Regions from separate parts of the Hordeum vulgare genome. Here region 2 is linked to region 1. A link is a contact called in public Hi-C data. All regions are on one chromosome and are shown on one strand. The core of a region is the stretch at or near the end of the contact, and the rest is flanking DNA. Distances in the headings are between cores, read along the strand shown. Region 1 holds the start of LOC123398976 (isoamylase 3, chloroplastic). Region 2 holds the start of LOC123398985 (queuine tRNA-ribosyltransferase catalytic subunit 1-like).

Region 1 (4,572 bases), core at 582-3,081:
ATTAAATCTTGTTACTCAGTGAGATAGCCAAAGTTATGAGCCTGCACTACTCAGCAGTGCATTTTTTTTCTTTTTATGAATGAGTTGACATGATAAGATCAGTGTTTTCAAAATATATGATTCTCATAAAATTGAATCTTGTTTTGAAGAATATGTAATACAGATACACATGAGGCGAATGATGGGATTCTTCTTCCATAAATGTCAGCCACACCAAGTTGTCAATATTGAAAAGAATAATGCCTTATCTTCGAAGGTACAGATAACATGAAAGCTTCATAACAATACCTCCACCAACACATGCCATATATCTCCAGTTTTGTTCTTCTGGCAATCTAAAGCAAACTCCACAAGTTTTTCACTTTCTTCATCCTTGGTTCCTCTGAAGGGCAATCAAGTATGTCAGACAATGAGAAAATCATATTCCGTTGGAAAGAGAATGCAAGATGAACAAGCTAAAGTACAACGCTGATCTGCAAAAGGTTATTCCAACCAGGCCAACAGCCCAGATCAACTAATAAAATGGCAACCTGGGAACCAAATAAACATTGTTTTGTGCATTCGATCTGCAACACACACAAACAGTTGATCAAAGTGATGTGTTTTGGCTTTGTGAACAACTTGTTTTGTGGGAAACCAGGATTCATGAGTTCTAGCCTAAAAGGCAAAAACAGTTCACTTAAATGACACTGAAAGCAACAAAACCACACAATTTAGGAAAGATTGTCTGTACCTCTCAGCAAGCTTGATGCAGAGAGTGACAGAAGAAGCATGTTGAGAGAAAATCGCGAAGTTGATACCACTTTCAACCTGCGACACTCCTAGAGGGGATGCTTTGCCGGAAGAATATTTCAAGGGCATTTCGGTGCCTGCCATTGCGCTTTCCTTTTCCTGGCGATGTTACAGAATGAACATACACTTTAGCAAAAAGTACATGATACAGAACGGGGAATAAGGATATTCAGCATCATACAGTTAATGAATACTTGAATTCAAACATATTCGCTTAGCGGAAAGTTTCACCAGGACAATAACTCATGACATGTCAAATTACCACGAATGTATATCAAACAAACAATTCAGTACACCGGCAGCTAAATGGATACAGTACGATACAACCATGCATGGGATGAACACTTGAGCACGGTGCGATACCTCGGTCGCGATTCTCCCAGCATTACCAGCCTGAGCTCTCGCCGTGGTAGTCCGCACGGACCCAAATCGCTGTGCCTGCACCACGACAAAATCCGCTCGGATCAATCCACCAATTAGAACGGATATATGGATGCACCCCGCGAAAAAAAAAAGTAGTACAAAAATCGAGACACCTGCCTTTCCGAAATGCCCTCCTCCGCACCCGGGCGCGACCCCAAGCCTGCTCGCCGCCACACTGCACAACCAACCACATTACACATGCATCATTCAGAGCGGCAGATTGAACGGCACGAAAACGACAGAATGCAGCGCGGCGAAACGAGGTCGCGCGAAGAGAGGGGGAAACACGCACCGGTTCGGAAGCGCGGAGCTGCTGCTTCGGCGTGCGGTGGCGGTGGCGGTGGCGGCGGCGGCGGGGCGCAGCGGGGAGCGATTTGTAGAGGCCGCCGAATCCATCCAAATGAGGGGGGTGGTGCTGGGACGGGTGGCGGGAGGGGTTTGACCCGGGACCGGGGCTAGTTATAGGGGCCCGTGGACGCGGTCATGGGGCGGCTCTCGAGGTCGACGGAGTGGAGTGGCGATGGGGAGCGCAAGTCGGAGCGGGAGGAGGAGGAGGATGCGGCGGTGATCTCACCTCGGGGAGGGCGCGCGGGGGAATGGGGCGACGGGGATGGGGGGTGGACACGTGGTGTCGCATGCGCGGGGCGGGCGCGGCGGATAGGGAAGTGGACGGACGACCTCGCTTCCGGGCATCCGGCCCGACGTGTGGTGTCGTGTCGTCATGCGCTTTCTGTAGAACAGTTTTTTTTCTTCTTACAACAGTTACTAGTGGTGTCCTCTAAAAAAGAAACAGTTACCGGTGAATGATAGCACTGTTTGTACTCTGACTGAGTTAAACGTTAGAGTTAGGCCATGTTTCTTTAAAAAGTCTTAGGACTTTTTTTAGTCCCAACTAAAAAGTCTCTAGTCCCTACCTGTTTTTTTTCTAAAAATTAAACATGGACTAAAGGTCATTAAATGACATGAAAAAAAATATGTTACCCGTAGTAATATACTAGAAGTTATTAAATGACATGCTAAAAGTAGGGGCACTGTTGGAAAAAGTGCCAAAAAAGTCCCAAAAAGTCCCTCCCATAGGGACTTCTTCATTTAGTCCCAAATACCCCATTTTAGTCCCTAAAAGTCCCTCGTGTTTCTTTCACATGGGACTAAAAGGGACTTTTTTTAGTCTATACACCAAAAAGTCCCTGGAAAGAAACACCCCCTCAGATTATAAGGTTGGTCGTAATGGGAGTACCATAGCTAGTATCATGCATGCCAACTAAGCAATTTTGATGAGGTGGTATAAAATTAAATAAAAAAAAGAGGGTTGAGTATCATATCATGATATGATGATACCGTATCATATTAAATGATGTGCTACTAGTATGTGTCTTGCATGACAATAAATGAATTATCCTATGATACTAACATATGATGCTATGCATTACGGATGTGGTATCATCCACTAGTATCATATGCATGATACTAACATATGATACTACCCATTACAATCTCTGGTTGTAATGCAAGACACGTAATAGCACATCATTTAATATGATACGGTATCATAATATGATACTCAATCCTCTCTTTCTTCATTTAATTCTATGTCACCTCATCGAAATTGCTTAGTTGGCATGCATGATACTACCTATGATACTCCTATTACGGGCAGCCTAATACTGAACTAACTCTAACCAGAGAGGTGTTTGGATGTCAGGGTTAGATTGATAATAAATACTATTTTTCAATCATTTGGTTACTTTGGACCGTATTTCCTGCCGGATTTGGTGTGGCCGCCCCTTGTGTGGCCTCCTCCCGCTCGGGGGGCGGCTATGGTTGTGGCTACGGGAGGGGATGTGGATGGGTCGAAGGGATCTGGTGCGGTGGAGGCGGAGGGAAAAGTGATTTTTTTTCGACCTCACCTAACTCTAACCCAAATAAACACCTCGCCATGGAGTTTTTTTTTGGTGGGTTAGATGCATCTAACCAAAACTTACCCTCTTGTTTGGATGTTTTTGGTTAGTTAAGCCTAAGCTAACCCAAACTAACTCTAACCCATTTATCCAAACAGAACCGATGAGAAACGGTCGGATTCACAAACAGATCAGGTGGGAAACTAGCTTTAAGAGCATCTTCATCCATGATTTGCAAATTTGGGCCCTGAAACGTCCGCGGACGCGCCTGGTTAGTGACCGGACGTCTCTATTTGTCCTCCCGTGTATTCACACTCCTCATTTTCTTCCTCATATGTCCGGTCACTTCCACGTTATTGGTGAAGAGGAAGAGAGAGAAAGAAAAGAATGAATAAAGAAAAGAAAAGGATGGTCTAGGGCGGGGTTGCGTCCTATGTGGCGGACTGACCGAGCGCGCCCAGGCGCGTCCGCGAGGCCTCATATCCTTCTCATATTTAAGATGGATATGAGGGTTCACGGACAACCCGGACATATAGGGACTATATGAGGGGTCTGGTTGGGTCACTTTTTCCTTCTCTCTCCTGTTCGGTCACTAACCGGACGCGTTCGCGGACGTATGAGGGGTCATTTGAGGGGTACAGTTGCGCAACCATACTCTCTCGATGGTGGCGCCCCATATGGCATTGTGCCTCTCTCGGCCTCATCAACGAGCACATGCTCTGCAATGACTATCGCAAACGCTTGGATGCATTGTCCCAGATCCTCGACACACACTGTGGCCCAATCAGAGGCCTTACTATGGGCAGGTTTCATTCCAACGGCAAGGACCGAGCCAAGCTCGACGAGTGGTTCTTATCGTCCGCCCTAGATTAGCTCGAGGAGCTCACTTTAATGATGGACATATGCGCTCATTGCCACCCTCCACGTTGCACCTCGCGCTTAAGTTGCACAATGCTAGGTTCGTGAACTGCCATTTCCCCGAGATTAACATCGATCCCGCATTTTTACTACCTCGGCTGAAGCACCTCGAGCTCGTCGATTTCTGCATCCCCAATGATGACACGGAGTGCCTGCTCCGCGGCTATACTGCGCTCGAGTACCTTCATCTTTAGGCAATCAATGGATTGAGTATCCTCCACATCGCCTCCTTGAGTCTTTGGACAATTTGTGTGTATTGGTGGTGCTGTAATAGGAGATCAGACAAGTTGAATCACCAAATGGTCATCGAGGATGCGCCTTTACTGGAGAGATTACTTGTAGTCGATCAACAAGGTCCAACAAGAATCAGGGTCATTTATGCACCGAAGTTGACCGTGTTTCCCTACTCTCACATCAACTTCTCTGAACTTGTTATTGGATCCATAACCATCCAGGTACATCAGTCGCCTTCTTATCCTCCTTGAAATAAACATTTATTTTTCTGTATTAAAGATGTATGTTCGTTTGTCATTCGAAATAT
Region 2 (4,572 bases), core at 974-3,473, 200 kb after region 1:
TCAAACACTCGACTCATCGACTTGGAACCAACACATTATTTGGATTACCAGTCCACGCCGTTACATCTTAGCGTGCTACATGCAGACTAAACACATAGCCTTTCATGTAGGAATTCAACTTAACTGGTGCACATCCATCTTCACGCTGACCTTCGTCTTCTCGTCGAGAGACACTAACGACTCAGACACAAGAAAAAACTAAAGACACGACTCTGTTTTTTTTGTTTCTTTTCCGTCGCAGCTTCTTCATCAAAGCAACCTTGGGCCATCATCCACGCCCACTTTATCTAGTTACAGAATATCGTGCTCCTTCTTTGCCTCCTACCGCGGATTAGGACACTCTCGAGAATAGTGCCCATAGTCCTGACAGTTGTAGCAGCGAACTTTAGATTTGTCGAACTTCCGATACTTCTGCTTATCTTTCTCCTTATTGCGCGAGAACATTAACCGCTCCTTTTCTTGGTCGCGTTCCCGTCCTTTCAACGTCAATTCATAGGTCTTTATCCGCCCGATCACCTCCATCACCGACATCTTCGTCACATCGCCCCACTGCTCTATGGTGCCAACGATCGGTAAAAATTTGTCCGGAACGGCTCGTAGTAATTTCTCCACAACCGTGACGTCCTCCATCTTTGATCCGAGAGCTCGCATCTCATTAACCAGGGAGGTTAGTTTTAACGCAAATTCACCAACCCCTTCTGACGCCTTCATACTCATCCTCTCGAACTCCCTCCTTAGAGCTTGAACACGTGCCTTCTTGACACGACCATCTCCAGCATGCATCTCCTTGAGCGCTTGCCAAGCTTCCTTTGCCGTCTCTTTCTCCGATATGGACATGAAAACACCATCAGACACACCTTGAATTATGGCGGCGAAAGCCTCTTGGTCCTTTGTCTCTTCGACCGCGCCGTCACCTTCCACCGCTGCCCAAACTCCACGCGCACGCATGAAGATTTTCATCTTCGCGGCCCACACCCCATAATTGTCATCATCAAGCATGGGGTACTGGGTGGTCACACCACCACCACTCGCCTTTGAAGTCGACATGATTCTCTTCTTCGATTTTCCGTTGTCCGTGACACAACTTGACGGTGACGACAACTCCACCGTGACACAACTTGACGGCGAAGCTTCCACACCTTGCTCTAGATACCAATTGTTGGCTTTTCGCCCTCAGGATCGAACACACGATCATCCTGCAGCTCGACTAGTCATATACGCGCAACTCGGCTCGACGTATACGAACTATCTGAGCATTCGATATCTCACCGGCACTCACCCAAACACCGGGACCAGAACACACGCACGCGAACACAGTAACACAAAGATGGCCAGAGGCACGTGTCGTGCCTCGTAAATATCTCTTTATTGCTTTTCTCGTTTTTCTGATGCAATCTTACAACGTATATGAATGTGTATATATAGGACCAAAGCTTGTATAGCTAACAAACCCGACAGTTGTCCTATTACCGCACATACACGCCAAATAGTCCGGCAGTTGTCCTATTACCGCACGGACACGCTAAATACTATTCGGAACATGACTCGGTACTCATGGCATGCAAGTCATACACAGACACACACTTTCTTAATTACCGGCTACACTGAACTCAATTAAGCTAATCCTACTAACATAAAACTAGTACTACCAAACTTGAACACATGAACCGACTCCGCTACAACTATCCTAATACGGAATCAACTTTGCATAAAAACTATTACATATATTTTCATGAGACACTAGCACTTACCAAACTTTCAATAAACATGTTTGGATTACTTCAACAAAAACTACTTCTAAATCTGAAATTTTCCAAAAAAATGTTCGTGTTTTCTAAAATGTGCTCAAACAATTGAAATAGTTGTATGCTACAATAAATATGAAATGTGTCTGTGATGCCGGCCCAGTAGATCGCGGCTGCACTTCTACTTCCAGTAGGGGAACTCCTGTGCGGGAGGCCGACTGCTTGCCGCAGCGAGCGGCGTATAGGACCTCCCGGTGAAAAGTGGCTCGGTTTGATATGACATGATCCATCATGGGCTGCAACGGGAGACAACCTTGGGCTGCGACGGTTAAAGCCCAAAAGCATAGTCATGGGCTGAGTAGTAATATTGGCCATGGCCGATGCCCGAAGGCCTTGGACCGCTGTAATGGAGAACGGGCGACACGGCGGCGAGAACGACAGGGTGCTCCGTGCAAAATCCCGTCCTCTTTTTTAAACGAGTTCTAGGCTTCCGCCGGCCGCCGCCACGGAGTCTTCCCTTTCCATTTGGAAGGAGCCGAGGCAGTCTAGGGCTTCCTCCCCCCCGCCGCCGGCGAGAGCAGCCGCCTCTGCAACAAGCCCTACCGCCCCAACGTCTCAGCTCAGGTTAGTTTTGCCGCACTCCTCCGCCGGTTCGCGCCTGACGCTCTGTTTCGCGCCAAAAGAGAAGCACCCCCCTCTGCTATTCGCGCCTTCGAGTTCGTCTCCTGAGCTAACTGGAAACGCTGGCGCGCAGGTTCCGGCTCAGTGGTTCGAGACCCTCCTCCCTCCATGGCGCTCCGGTTCGAGGTTCGTCCAAGTTTTAATTAATGGATAATAACAACACGTGCTTAGCTTTCGGTTCGACATTTTTCATATTCTGTAGTTTGGTCCATGCCCTTCGATTCCTGAGATGAGCAGCCCCGGCGGTTTCTTTGTTCGGACTGTGCAAATTGGAGTTTAGCTGAAGAAGTTAGTGGTGACGAAATAGATAAGATCGTACTGCTTCCGTACTGTAGCTGATAAATTAATACTATGACGTTTGGATGTGATGCAATGTTGGGTTCTAATAATAAATGTAGTGTCTCAGATGATTTTCTGCAACCACAGACTCCCAATTAGGCTAATACTGTTTTGTTTTAACATGGAATCACTGTTGACTACTAGTGCAGTAGTGCTACTGCTGACCAGTGCTTCACAGTTAATGCACCTACTGCCTTAGGCACGTGTTTTTCAGAGTTCCCTACATATTGTCTTTACCTGGTATACTGTATTTGGTGCCTCTCTTAAGGTAAAATCTTCATGTTTTCTTTCTTTACTACTCTTCAGAGGATATGCGATAGGCCTATAGTGGTCCATACCTCCATATAATACGAAAAAGAATAAGGGAAATAGTTTGAAAAGTGGCTCCACGTGGTACATGCTCTCAGAATGATACAGATAGACGGTGCAGTGGTAGTGGTACCACTGACAGCTCATATTGCTGCTACTGTCAAACCTCATCACCTCTATTGGACAAAATGATGGAAGCTGGCTGGTTGAACCTAAGTTCTAGCAATTGGGAACATCGAGTTTTGAATAGTAGACCTTAATGATGAAACATTGACCATAAAGATGAATCTGGAGTGAAAATTATCTTGTTTTGTGCTTTCAGGTCTTAGGAAGATTTAATCGCGCTCGAGCTGCTCGGTTAACTCTGCCGCACTTTACTTGTCAAACGCCACTTTTTATGCCTGTTGGAACCCAAGGTATTATATTTCTGGATCTCGTACCATTTCTCTGCCATATGCTAGTTCAGTCTGAAATGGAGCCTTTTCTTGTGTAAAATATGAACTTGCTGTATTTTTGTATAACTGAGTTCATGCAAGTAATTAGAGGCGACTTGAATGGATAATGTCGGATTTATACCTGTACTGTGCTGATGAATAATGTTCTAGCATTGTCTTATCCATGGAAAATTCAAATTTCTTAGTTTGCATGTCTTCACTCTCCAATCTTCATCATTAAAGCAAATATTGACTTCAACAATGAGTTACTATTCTCGGTTAACCCAGTTTGGGTGTACTTCTTTCTGATTAAACTAGTTCAGTTTCATACCGTGATTAAGAGATTTTGGATGTGACTCAACTTTGCCCGATGATGTGTGCGATTCTTGCATCTCACAGTCGTTCTTGTGTCATTCCTATGTTTTTTTTTCTTTGCTCAGGTACAATAAAAGGCTTGGCTACAGACCAGTTAGAGGCTATAGGTTGTCAGATTATACTTGGAAATACCTACCATCTTGAACTTCGTCCTGGCTCTCGACTTATTGATGACTTGGGTGGCCTTCACAAGTTTATGAATTGGAAAAGGGCATTGCTGACTGACTCTGGTGGTTTCCAAATGGTTGCTCCAAATCATTATCATCCTACCTTTCACATTAAGTTTTGTAGTTCACCATTTGAACACGCAAAACTAACTCAGCCAAGTCAATACTAAATAAAATATGTCATTTCCATTGTAAATGAATCTTCCTGTGCCCTAGTTTAAATCGTGTGTGATAATTGTTGATTTCTGCCAGTTGCCTAATGATATGCGATGGCTAATATTTCTGTTTGGTTCTACTAGCAATTAGTTAGGCTCTGCACATCAAGTGGCTCCACTTTCGAGCAAAATTTGAAACATGTAGTTGTTTACTAGATATTAAATTGCATGCTGAGCTCCATCTGTGATATTTACATTAGCACCGGTTCCAGTCAAATATCTATTCAAAAGAGGAAAGCTGGTGCTTGTTGGAAGATTACCATTGACATGTTCACTTATTTATCTTCATGCCCCTTTTAGGTCTGCT

Evidence for each region. A called contact is a pair of places that touch in the nucleus more often than the background predicts.
Region 2: a contact with region 1 is called in a Hi-C map of leaf, with 5 times the contacts expected there. The contact joins the promoter of LOC123398985 here to the promoter of LOC123398976 in region 1. A contact is called at or near these places in 2 of 6 Hi-C or Micro-C datasets (leaf and seedling).

Annotation. Positions count from the first base shown.
Region 1 is chr5H:468,400,908-468,405,479 of MorexV3_pseudomolecules_assembly, forward strand. It overlaps LOC123398976 (isoamylase 3, chloroplastic), which reads right to left and starts at 1,832. Exons shown (of 24, transcript XM_045093411.1): 1 at 1,508-1,832; 2 at 1,333-1,390; 3 at 1,156-1,230; 4 at 734-891; 5 at 289-382. The coding sequence starts at 1,611.
Region 2 is chr5H:468,604,179-468,608,750 of MorexV3_pseudomolecules_assembly, forward strand. It overlaps LOC123398985 (queuine tRNA-ribosyltransferase catalytic subunit 1-like), which reads left to right and starts at 2,224. Exons shown (of 16, transcript XM_045093425.1): 1 at 2,224-2,369; 2 at 2,500-2,552; 3 at 3,397-3,490; 4 at 3,949-4,127. The coding sequence starts at 2,535.